Linked DNA regions of Cricetulus griseus: region 2 is linked to region 1. The links are chromatin contacts, called in public Hi-C maps. All regions are on one chromosome and are shown on one strand. Each heading gives the region's core, a stretch centred on a gene start, on an enhancer-like site or on the middle of the called end of the contact. The rest is flanking DNA. Distances are from core to core; before and after follow the strand shown. Region 1 holds the start of Carhsp1 (calcium-regulated heat-stable protein 1). Region 2 has its middle 37 kb from the start of Mettl22.

Region 1 (4,308 bases), core at 1,083-3,582:
ACAGAATAAGAATTTGGGGAACCAAGGCATGGTGGCATATGCTTGCCTGCAATATCAGGAATCAGGATTCTGAGGCAGGAAGATTGTTTTGAGTTCTAGGTTAGGAGGATTAGAAATTCTAGTTTACCCTCAGCTACATAGAGAGTTTGAAGATAGTATGGACCGTGAGACTCCGTCTAATAAAAATAAAGAAAAAAAGTGTGAATATTGGCAGTGGTTTCATGTTTCTGAATTGGGTGCCTGGGTTCAGAGGACTGGGCGGGGGCAGGTGTGAATCCTGGGTAATGGTATCCCACACCATGGACCTAGTGTGGTTCTGAGCCAGCCCAGCCCAGCTGGCCCCAGCCTCCCTGGAAAATCCACAGACTTTTGAACCTCAATTTCAGAATTAGAAATAAAAACTGGTTGGGTTTCCAGTTAGGTAGAGTTAGGGTCTGGCGCCGTACACGTCCTTAGTTCCACAGATAGAAGTATGGGTGTAGTGTTGGAAGCCTCATCTGTAGGCCCTGAGCCTGCTCCACATCCCTGGCCCTGGTTCTCAGGAACAAGAGCTCCTTAGGGGGAAGAGCCCCCACCCAACACTTTGTGTGCCTCAAACATCCCCTAGAGGGTAGTGCTGAACCATGAGCATGTGAGAAAGGGAAACAGGAGAGAAAGATGGGAGGAAGGAGAAATGAGTTTAGGTCAAGTTCCCCTTGGATGTCCCCATGACAGTGTCTAGTGTTCTGCAGGACCTCCTGCCTAGTGTTTATCCAAGTCTCTGGCCTCTGGGATGGACACAAGCTGGGTGCTCATTTCGTATCTCCAATGTCAGGTACAGAGCCTGACATAAAGTGACATGGACCAGAATATCACAGGGCTGGGGAGAAATGGCTTAGTGCAGGTAACAGGATCTGGGTGGGATCCTCAGTATCCACATAATAGCCAGATGTGGCTGTACATAACTGCAAGCCCAGTACTGGGGTTGAGACAAGTGAATCTCAAGAGCTTGCTGGCCAGTTAGCCTTGCTGAAATGGCAAGATTCTGGATTAATGAGAGATCCTGCTGCAAACAATAAGGTGGAGGATAATAGAGGAAGACCAGAACACCAACCCTGGCATTCAACATTTCGAGGGTTTCAGGAGAGCCTGGTCTTTGGTCCAGATTGTAAGGTGGAAGATGCTAGGTTCTGATGTCAATGAAGGAGGTGGTAGCAGCAACAGCAACAGAGTAGATGCAATTACCATTGAGACAGGAAAGCAAGCTGGCAAAGCAAAAGGTTTTACTGCTGCTGCCTACAGCTGGGGTGGCTCTTCTCACTTCAATTTCCCTAAACAAGAAAAATGTGCCTAAAGGCTTGTCAGGTGATTGCAGATCCAGTAAAGGTGACAACCATAATTGTCATACTGGGCTACACAAGACTCTGCCTCAAAAATAAATAACAAAAACTGACACAGCTGTGTATGGCTAAGTTTGTGTGACTTTAGTTCTCTTGGGCACATGCCTGGGAATGGCATGGGTTTTAACTATTAGATCTGCCTTTTCTTCTTCCAAGGTGACTGTACCATTTTCTAGTCCCACCGCCAGATGAGAGCCAGAGCCCTTCTGATCTGAGCCATTGGCTTTGTTAGTTTTCTGGATGGTTCAGCATGCCAGCAGGGACAAAATCTCACCTGGACTCCTGGAGCCTTCTGACCACCACACCTATAGGGCACCTCTCTCCCATGCCTTGCAAATATGAATCTGACCCTAGGTCAGGAGGAGAGCCTGCTCTCCATTTTGGCTGTGGAGATAGATCACAGAACGTCTCTGTGCCTGTTTCCTCTTCTGCAAATTGGAAGCAACACCCTTTACCTCCACAGATAAAAGGTGTGAAGTGAAACTCAATAGAAAAGAAAACTAAAAACAGCTGGGGTTAGTGCCGGCACCCCACTCCAAATCCATTAGGGAGACTGAGGCCATCAGCCTGCCTCAAAAATCAGTCAACCGAGAATGAATTAGCCAATAGAAAAAGAACACAACAACAGCTTCCCTTCCCTTGATTTGATGTTTCTTTCTGTCTCTAGCCTTTCATTTTATCTCCTAGTTCCTACAAAAACCCAGGCGCTCCGCTTATCTCGAGTCAAGGGCAGGTAGGGCTGGCTTGTGCTGGGGAGGGACAGGCACGGTACGCGGAGACCCGATTGTGCTACTTTCGGACATTGGGCGTCCGCAGCCCCGCGTGGGGAGGACACCTCCTACCCCTAGGCTGAGTCTCCGGCACGCATCTCTTGCTCGCGCCCACAGGGCGTCAACACAAAGGTCCCGCCGCAGCAGCTGCGCCGGGCTGGTCTCCCTCCCAGCTGGCCCAGTCCCGCGTTCCGGGCCGCGCGTCCATTGGCCAGGAGCCACGGGGGGCGTGGTCACATATCCCGCCCAGCCCGGAGGCCACGCCCCCGCCCAGCTCTCTTCTTGTAGTCTGAGCCCAGCTGCTGGACGAGTCGAACGTGTCGCCAGGTAAGCGGCTGTTCCCGGGACTCAAGGGAAGGGCGTGGTGGAGCACGGGATCCCCGGGAGCTGCGGGGAAGGGGCCGAGGTTTGCTCTGCTCTCCTGTTCCCCCACTGCGGGACCTTACGGCTCTCCAGCTCAGCGCTGGGTCCCTCCCAGGATCTGCCCCAGTCGCCCAGGCCAGTTTGGGGAGCGCGGATTACTCACCCTCCCTAAGGGGACGCGGGTAGGTGTGACCGCGGTAGGAGATATCCCTGCGGGACTTCGGGTGGTACCGCTAGGCCACCTGTTTTGTGCGTGGGCGGCGCTCCCTCCCCTGTGCTTTCTGGCGGGCTGGAGGTGCTGGGGACTCACTGATAGCTGGAGGCGGAGCGGTCCCCGAAGGGCCGGGCCTGGCCAGCTGCTTGCTGGGCGGCGGGACAGTAGCCAGGACGGGAGAGGGGGAGCCTCCCTGGCCCCTCGCGGTTGGCTTCTTCTGGGGTGGAAGAGCTGCTGGGCGCGCTCGCTCGATGTTTGCGCCGGGATGGGGGGCGGGGGCTAGGGAGCAGAGGAAAACTTCACCCTCGCTGGCGGCGGCCCTTACAGGCCGGAAATACGAGGCTAGGTTTTGATTTTTATTTAAAAAGCAAGGCTGTGAGCCCACAGCTTTTCTGGGGTTGCAATTTAGGTCTGTGCGGGATGAACTGTAGATCAGCTCTCTCCTGCAGGGTCTGCGTTCTGAGAGGTGGAGGTGCCTCTTTGCAAAATAGAAGACTATTTTTTTTTTATGTATTCCGGGAGCCTCCAGAAAGGGTGTGTATGGGAATAGAAGGAGCTGGCTAGCCCAAGTGCCCGGAGAAATAGGAGCTACTTTTTATTCCTCCTGGCTATTCTGCTATCCTTTGCCCATGGCCAAGTCTTGCTGCCTTTAGTTTGTTCTCCAAGCTGAAGCCAGAGGGAGAGTGTGAAAAAGAATCGGTAGTGATGGGTTATGTTTGCAGTACCACACCAGGGAGGTGGAAAAGTAGGATTCAGGAGTTCAGGGTTATCCTTGGCTCCTCAACGAGTTCAAGGCCAGCTATAAATGCTTACACCTGTAATTCATTCCTAGCATTTGGGAGACTAAGGCAGAAAGAACTGTCCATATAGCAAGACCCTCCCTCAAAACACCAAACCAGTTAAACAAAAACAGTGTTTAAAAATAATCCACAAATCTGTTTAAAATTGTCCCATGTTCCCATTCTTTGTCCTGTCAGACTCAAACTTTTCAACAGGACCCTCTCTCTAGATGCTTTGTGACTCTGTGCACTGTCCCTAAGTGGTCCTTTAAGCCTCAGCTCAGCCATCCCCTGCTCTGGGATGGGGCTCCTCAGAATCTGGCAGCCCTCCAACATCTCCTCTTGGGTGGCAACTTGAATGCCACCATGTGCCCTTACACCCTCTGCTTGTCTGATCCCCCAGTGTGAGAACATAATCTTTGCTGTGTTGGGATCTGAGTAAGCTGTTAGGCCCAGTCTGGGGTTAGGGGGAATTTGCTTTCTTTGTCCTACTGAGTGCTAGGGCAAGAATTTGGTTTGTGCCCCATATCTGGCAGCTGTGGGACCATGCACACCATGGGGGCCACTATTATTGATTAAGCTTACCTGCTCTGCATTGTGGCTGGCACTGTCTACAGCTTTGAGCTACTGGATGCTGCTCAGTCCCTGTCCAAACCGAGGCAGGGAACTAATGGGTCTATGAGAGGATGGGAGAGTCAGGCTGGGAGTGGTGGGGGACACACAACTGGGAGGATGGAGCAGAATGTTAGGAGGAGGAATTCAGGAATAGGCTTGGTGGAGAACAGGGTCCACTTGGCCTTGGA
Region 2 (4,308 bases), core at 1,091-3,590, 150 kb after region 1:
CAAGGTCATCTACTATGCAGGGAGGCTAGCCTGTCCTACATCCTTAAAAAAAAAGGATGAAAAAGAAAAGAAAAAAGAAAATCTTCCCAAGATCGCACACCAAGTAGAGGTGGAAAGGAACACTCTTATTTCTGCACTTTCACCTTGAACTCAGCTCTTGGGTCTCCCTTGAAATCTGATAGCGACCCTCCAGCTGAGAGCAGGACAGAGTTGGTACCTTAGACTCTCCCATCCACCTCTGCATACCTATCTGAAGGGACTTGGAAAATCACCTATTTGCCAGGAAAGGGTGAAGGACTCTGAGTATGGACAAGACATCACTGCAGAGAATGGGAACCAGAGAGAAAGAACCCAGACAGAGAAGGGGTGCACTTCCTCAGGCCTCCTTCCTGAAGCAAGTCCAGCATGCAGCTGAGGTCCCCAGAGTAGCCTTGGCTCTAGCATATTGAAACTGATAATATCCACTCTATTGGGTCGGTCTGAATTTTGGCAAGCTTTGCTTGGCAGCAGGTGTAAGACAGAAACCTATAAGACCCCAGGGATGGCTTCCACCAGGGGCCTGTGAAATGGGGACGGGCGTTCTACAAGCTCTGCTCCTGAGATGGCTTTCTCAGTGTTCCTGCTTCCTACGATGCATGGGGACATGGTGCTTGGAAAAGTCCACGGTATGTATGAAGACTGGAGCTAGTGTTGGGAGCCCAGGGACCCTATAGGAGCTCCTCTGGTTTTGTCAGTGACCGGCTGGGTGACCTTGAGCAAGTCCTTTTCTCTTTTTGTGCCTCAGTTTGTTCAACTGCCAAACAAATGGTCAGTCTCAATCTAGATGCTCTTTTACATGTTAGGATTGCAGACAGGGTCATTAGTCTCTCCCAGAGCTGACCTCTGGCCTCCAGAAAACACATTTCTCCCTATCCTGTATCACCGTGCCCAGATTCAGAGAACAAGCCAAGATTCTTTGCTTCCTGTCTCCTGATCTGTCCCCACCAAACCTCCTCAGGCTATTGTGTGGGAGCCATACAGCTGAGCCAACACTGTCCGAAGACCAATGGATAAACCCAGCAACATCCTTCTCTTGGCTTGAGGCCCAGGGAATTCCATCAGGCAATAGCCACAGGAGTTGATGGGGCAGGCCCAGGAAGCAATCGGGACCCTTGGAGTGGGCTAACAGCCCTTCTCTATGTTGATTCCTCTTTGTCCAGAGTGCAGAGACCTGCCTCTGGAGGGTAACCCTGAGCACCAGTCCTTGATTTTTGTGTTGGTGGGGGTGGGGGTGGAGAGGGGTGCCTGCTGCTCCTGCAGTGGGAGGCCAACTGTGTTCTTAGAGTTTGGTGGCCCCTGAAAAGAGCCCTAGGCCTGGGATAGTTTCAAGGGCCTCAGTTTTAGGAAGCCTCTCTGGTCTTTAGCCACTGGGCTGAGGAAGGTGGAAGGGATGATCAGGAGGGACGGGGTGGGGGTTGAGGTGGGGGGGAGTGGAGCTGGAGGGAGGTGGAAAAGGAGGGAGGGCAGCAGTGTTGATAGGGTGGGATTTAGGTGGAAAGACTCTGGAGGATGGACCACTTGGCCGGGAATGAGTGCCTGTTTTGGGGTAAAAGCCCTAAAAGCCTTTTCTGGAGAGGCGACATGTGGCCTCTCTTAGGGGTGAGGAGGGGTCTTCATAGGGATAGAAGAGAATTCATCTGTCTTAAGAATCCAGAGCCTAGTTTCTGGGGTAGGCATGCAGGCGATTTGGCCCACGATGTCCTTGTTGAAGGGAGGGTCTTATTCTCCAAGACTTTCACAGTCGGGGAGGGACAGGACCCTTCTATATGAGCTATGACCTCAACATCCCAAGGAGACAGGAATGAGAGAGAAGCAAGAGACCGTAACTTAGTTTATCGGGGAATGGGAGGAGGTGGTAGAGGATCTAGATATCTTGGGAGGCAGGACTCTACTTGGCGAAGCGGCATTCTATTCCAAGGCTTACAAGGGAGGGATTTTCTCCTCCAGTCAGCGACCAGGACGAACGTCCCCATTTCTGAAGGTTACAAGAAGCTGTCTTGCTTCCTGAGGCCTGGGGAGTGGGAGACCCTTTCTCTTCGGGGCAGGAGCCCGCGTCCTGGTTGGATGGTGGGCCCAGATTGTAGAAGAAAATGCCAAGCTCTGGCTTCCCAGGTGCAGGGCTTCCCTCAGAAGGGTCGGCCACGCGCGCCTGGACGCGTCACTCTTACCTCCAGGCCCCGGCCGCGATCTACAGGCTGCGATCCGCGGGTCCGAATAGCGCGATCACCTTCCGACGCTCCGGGCTGCTCCTGGCGTCTGCTCGGCTTCCCCCAGCGACTCGCCAGGCTCCCAAGCTTCGCCGAGGCGCCCCGGCCAATCAGCACCGCCGCCTCCAGCCCTTGCTTGCGCCATGACCAATGGGAGTGCTCGCCATGGGCCACCGCCCCCGGGGGGAGGGAGAGGGCGGGGCGGGGGCAGAGTCCGACCTCGGAGGGTAGGATGCGCCCGGGGGTCTCGGAGGAGGGTCGCGAGGGCCGGAGCAAGAGGCTGGGGTAGAGGCAGCCGGAGGGTCCCTGGCAAGTCTGTTGGAGGTTAGGGGTCGTTTCCTTACAGGTGGGGGCGGCTATTGCAGACGAATTAGGGTGAATCTTCATCGTACCCCCACCCCACATCACTGTTTCAAGATCCTGGGGCTGCTGGTGAATGTAGCTGCCCCACCCCCTCCTCCCTCTTCTTTGCTTTTCATCTGGTCTCTGGAACCTAAGAATCCGGGGCCCTGAAACAGAGGGAGTGCTGAAGCACCTGTCGGTGGTGCCCTCAGCCCTCCATGCCACCTCTGGTCCATCAGTGGTGCACAGCAGGGCAATGAGTCAGACCCAGGGCTGGTCTCTTCCGGCCCCCCTCCTCGGTTTCCTTAATGATAAAGTGAGATAGTATTGGTTGTACCTCTTTTATGGATATGCGTTCAGAAAACTGAAAAATTCAGTGTGAAAACTAGTTAAAACGAAGATGTGATAGTCCCATACCTTTATCTCTCGTTAAAAATAAAGATTTATTTCAGTCATCTTTTTCTATCTGTGTTTATGCCTGTATGGGTACTGGAGGAGGCCGTTGGATGTCCTGGGATTCCTTGGAGCTGTAGTTACAGGTGGTTGTGAGCTGACAGAATTGGGTGCTGGGAATGGAACTCAGGGATCTTGCAGGAGCAGTATGAGCTCTTAATTGCTGGGCCATCTCCTTGCCCCTTCTCCTTTTCTTTCTTGTTCCATTTATTTATTTGACAGAGTCTCTCTACATAGCCCTGTCTGTCCTGGAACCCACTTTTTTAGACCATTCTGGACTACAACTCATGAGATCTGTCTGCCTCTGTCGAGTGCTGGGATTAAAGGCATATGCCACCATACCCAGCTAATCCACCCCCTTCCCTGCCCCCATTGTCCTGGAATTTGCTATGTAGTACAGAAACTCATAGAGATTCTCCTGCTTCTACTTCCAGAGTGCTGGGATTAAGGAAGGTGCAGCACCATGCCTGCCCCTTCCTTTTAGGGGAGGGAGGATTTATTTTCCTTCTGAGTGTGATGGAATGAGGACACATGCTTGCTCATTTCTTATGGTCCTACACCTTTCTGGAGTTATTTGGACAGAGGGTGCAACAGACAGTAAAATCAAAGACACAAACATTTAACCATCTCTAAGCTTGCCTCAGGCAACTGTGTCCTGGTCTAGTCAACTCTCATAGAATCTAGAGGTCCCTCTTAATTTGAGTTATATGAACCCAAGCATCTTCATATTAGTCATGGATTGTAAGCTTAGAAATAAAGGGATCAAGACAGACATGAAGTAGATGATAAGTAAAATACCTCCAAATAAGCAATCCCTAAGAGAAGCCAAAAAGAAACAATGACTAGAATAATTGAAAGGAGCAGATGAAGAAAGGCCTGATCCCCAGTCCCTTGGGAACCCAGAAGGCCCTGCAGCTGATTTGGTATGTTAATCCTGTCACTTTGAGAAATTTTCTGGAGGCTGTGCTGTAAATCTAGCATTTTTCCTTAAAAACTAAACCTGCTGATAATGCCTGTATTGCTCAAGACCTGCCCCAAGAAAGCAAAAGGCCAATGAATACTTTCCAAAGAAAAATAGGTTAAACCAGGAGGTAGTTGCACACACCTTTAATCCCAGTACTCAGGAGGCAGAGGCAGGCAGATCTCTGTGTGTTCAGGCCAGCCTGGTCTACAAAGTGAGTTCCAGGACAGCCAGTGAGGTCCTATCTCAAAAAATAAAAATAAATAAATCTTACAGCTCATGCCTATAATCTCAGAACTCACAAAA

The links. A called contact is a pair of places that touch in the nucleus more often than the background predicts.
Region 2: a Hi-C map of the CHO-K1 cell line shows a contact between it and region 1, with 5 times the contacts expected there. The contact joins the enhancer-like site here to the promoter of Carhsp1 in region 1. A contact is called at or near these places in 6 of 8 Hi-C or Micro-C datasets (the CHK-Q cell line, the CHL-YN cell line, the CHO-K1 cell line and 2 more).

Annotation. Positions count from the first base shown.
Region 1 is chr7:38,098,988-38,103,295 of CriGri-PICRH-1.0, forward strand. Carhsp1 (calcium-regulated heat-stable protein 1) reads left to right here and starts at 2,333. Exons shown (of 4, transcript XM_027423924.2): 1 at 2,333-2,476.
Region 2 is chr7:38,246,696-38,251,003 of CriGri-PICRH-1.0, forward strand. No RefSeq gene overlaps it. Among named protein-coding and RNA genes, the nearest start is that of Mettl22, 37 kb to the right of the region's middle. Within about 2 kb of position 2,341, at least 4 of the 6 cell types and tissues checked have open chromatin away from gene starts, as enhancers often do. A contact at or near this core is called in fibroblasts, where this site is marked.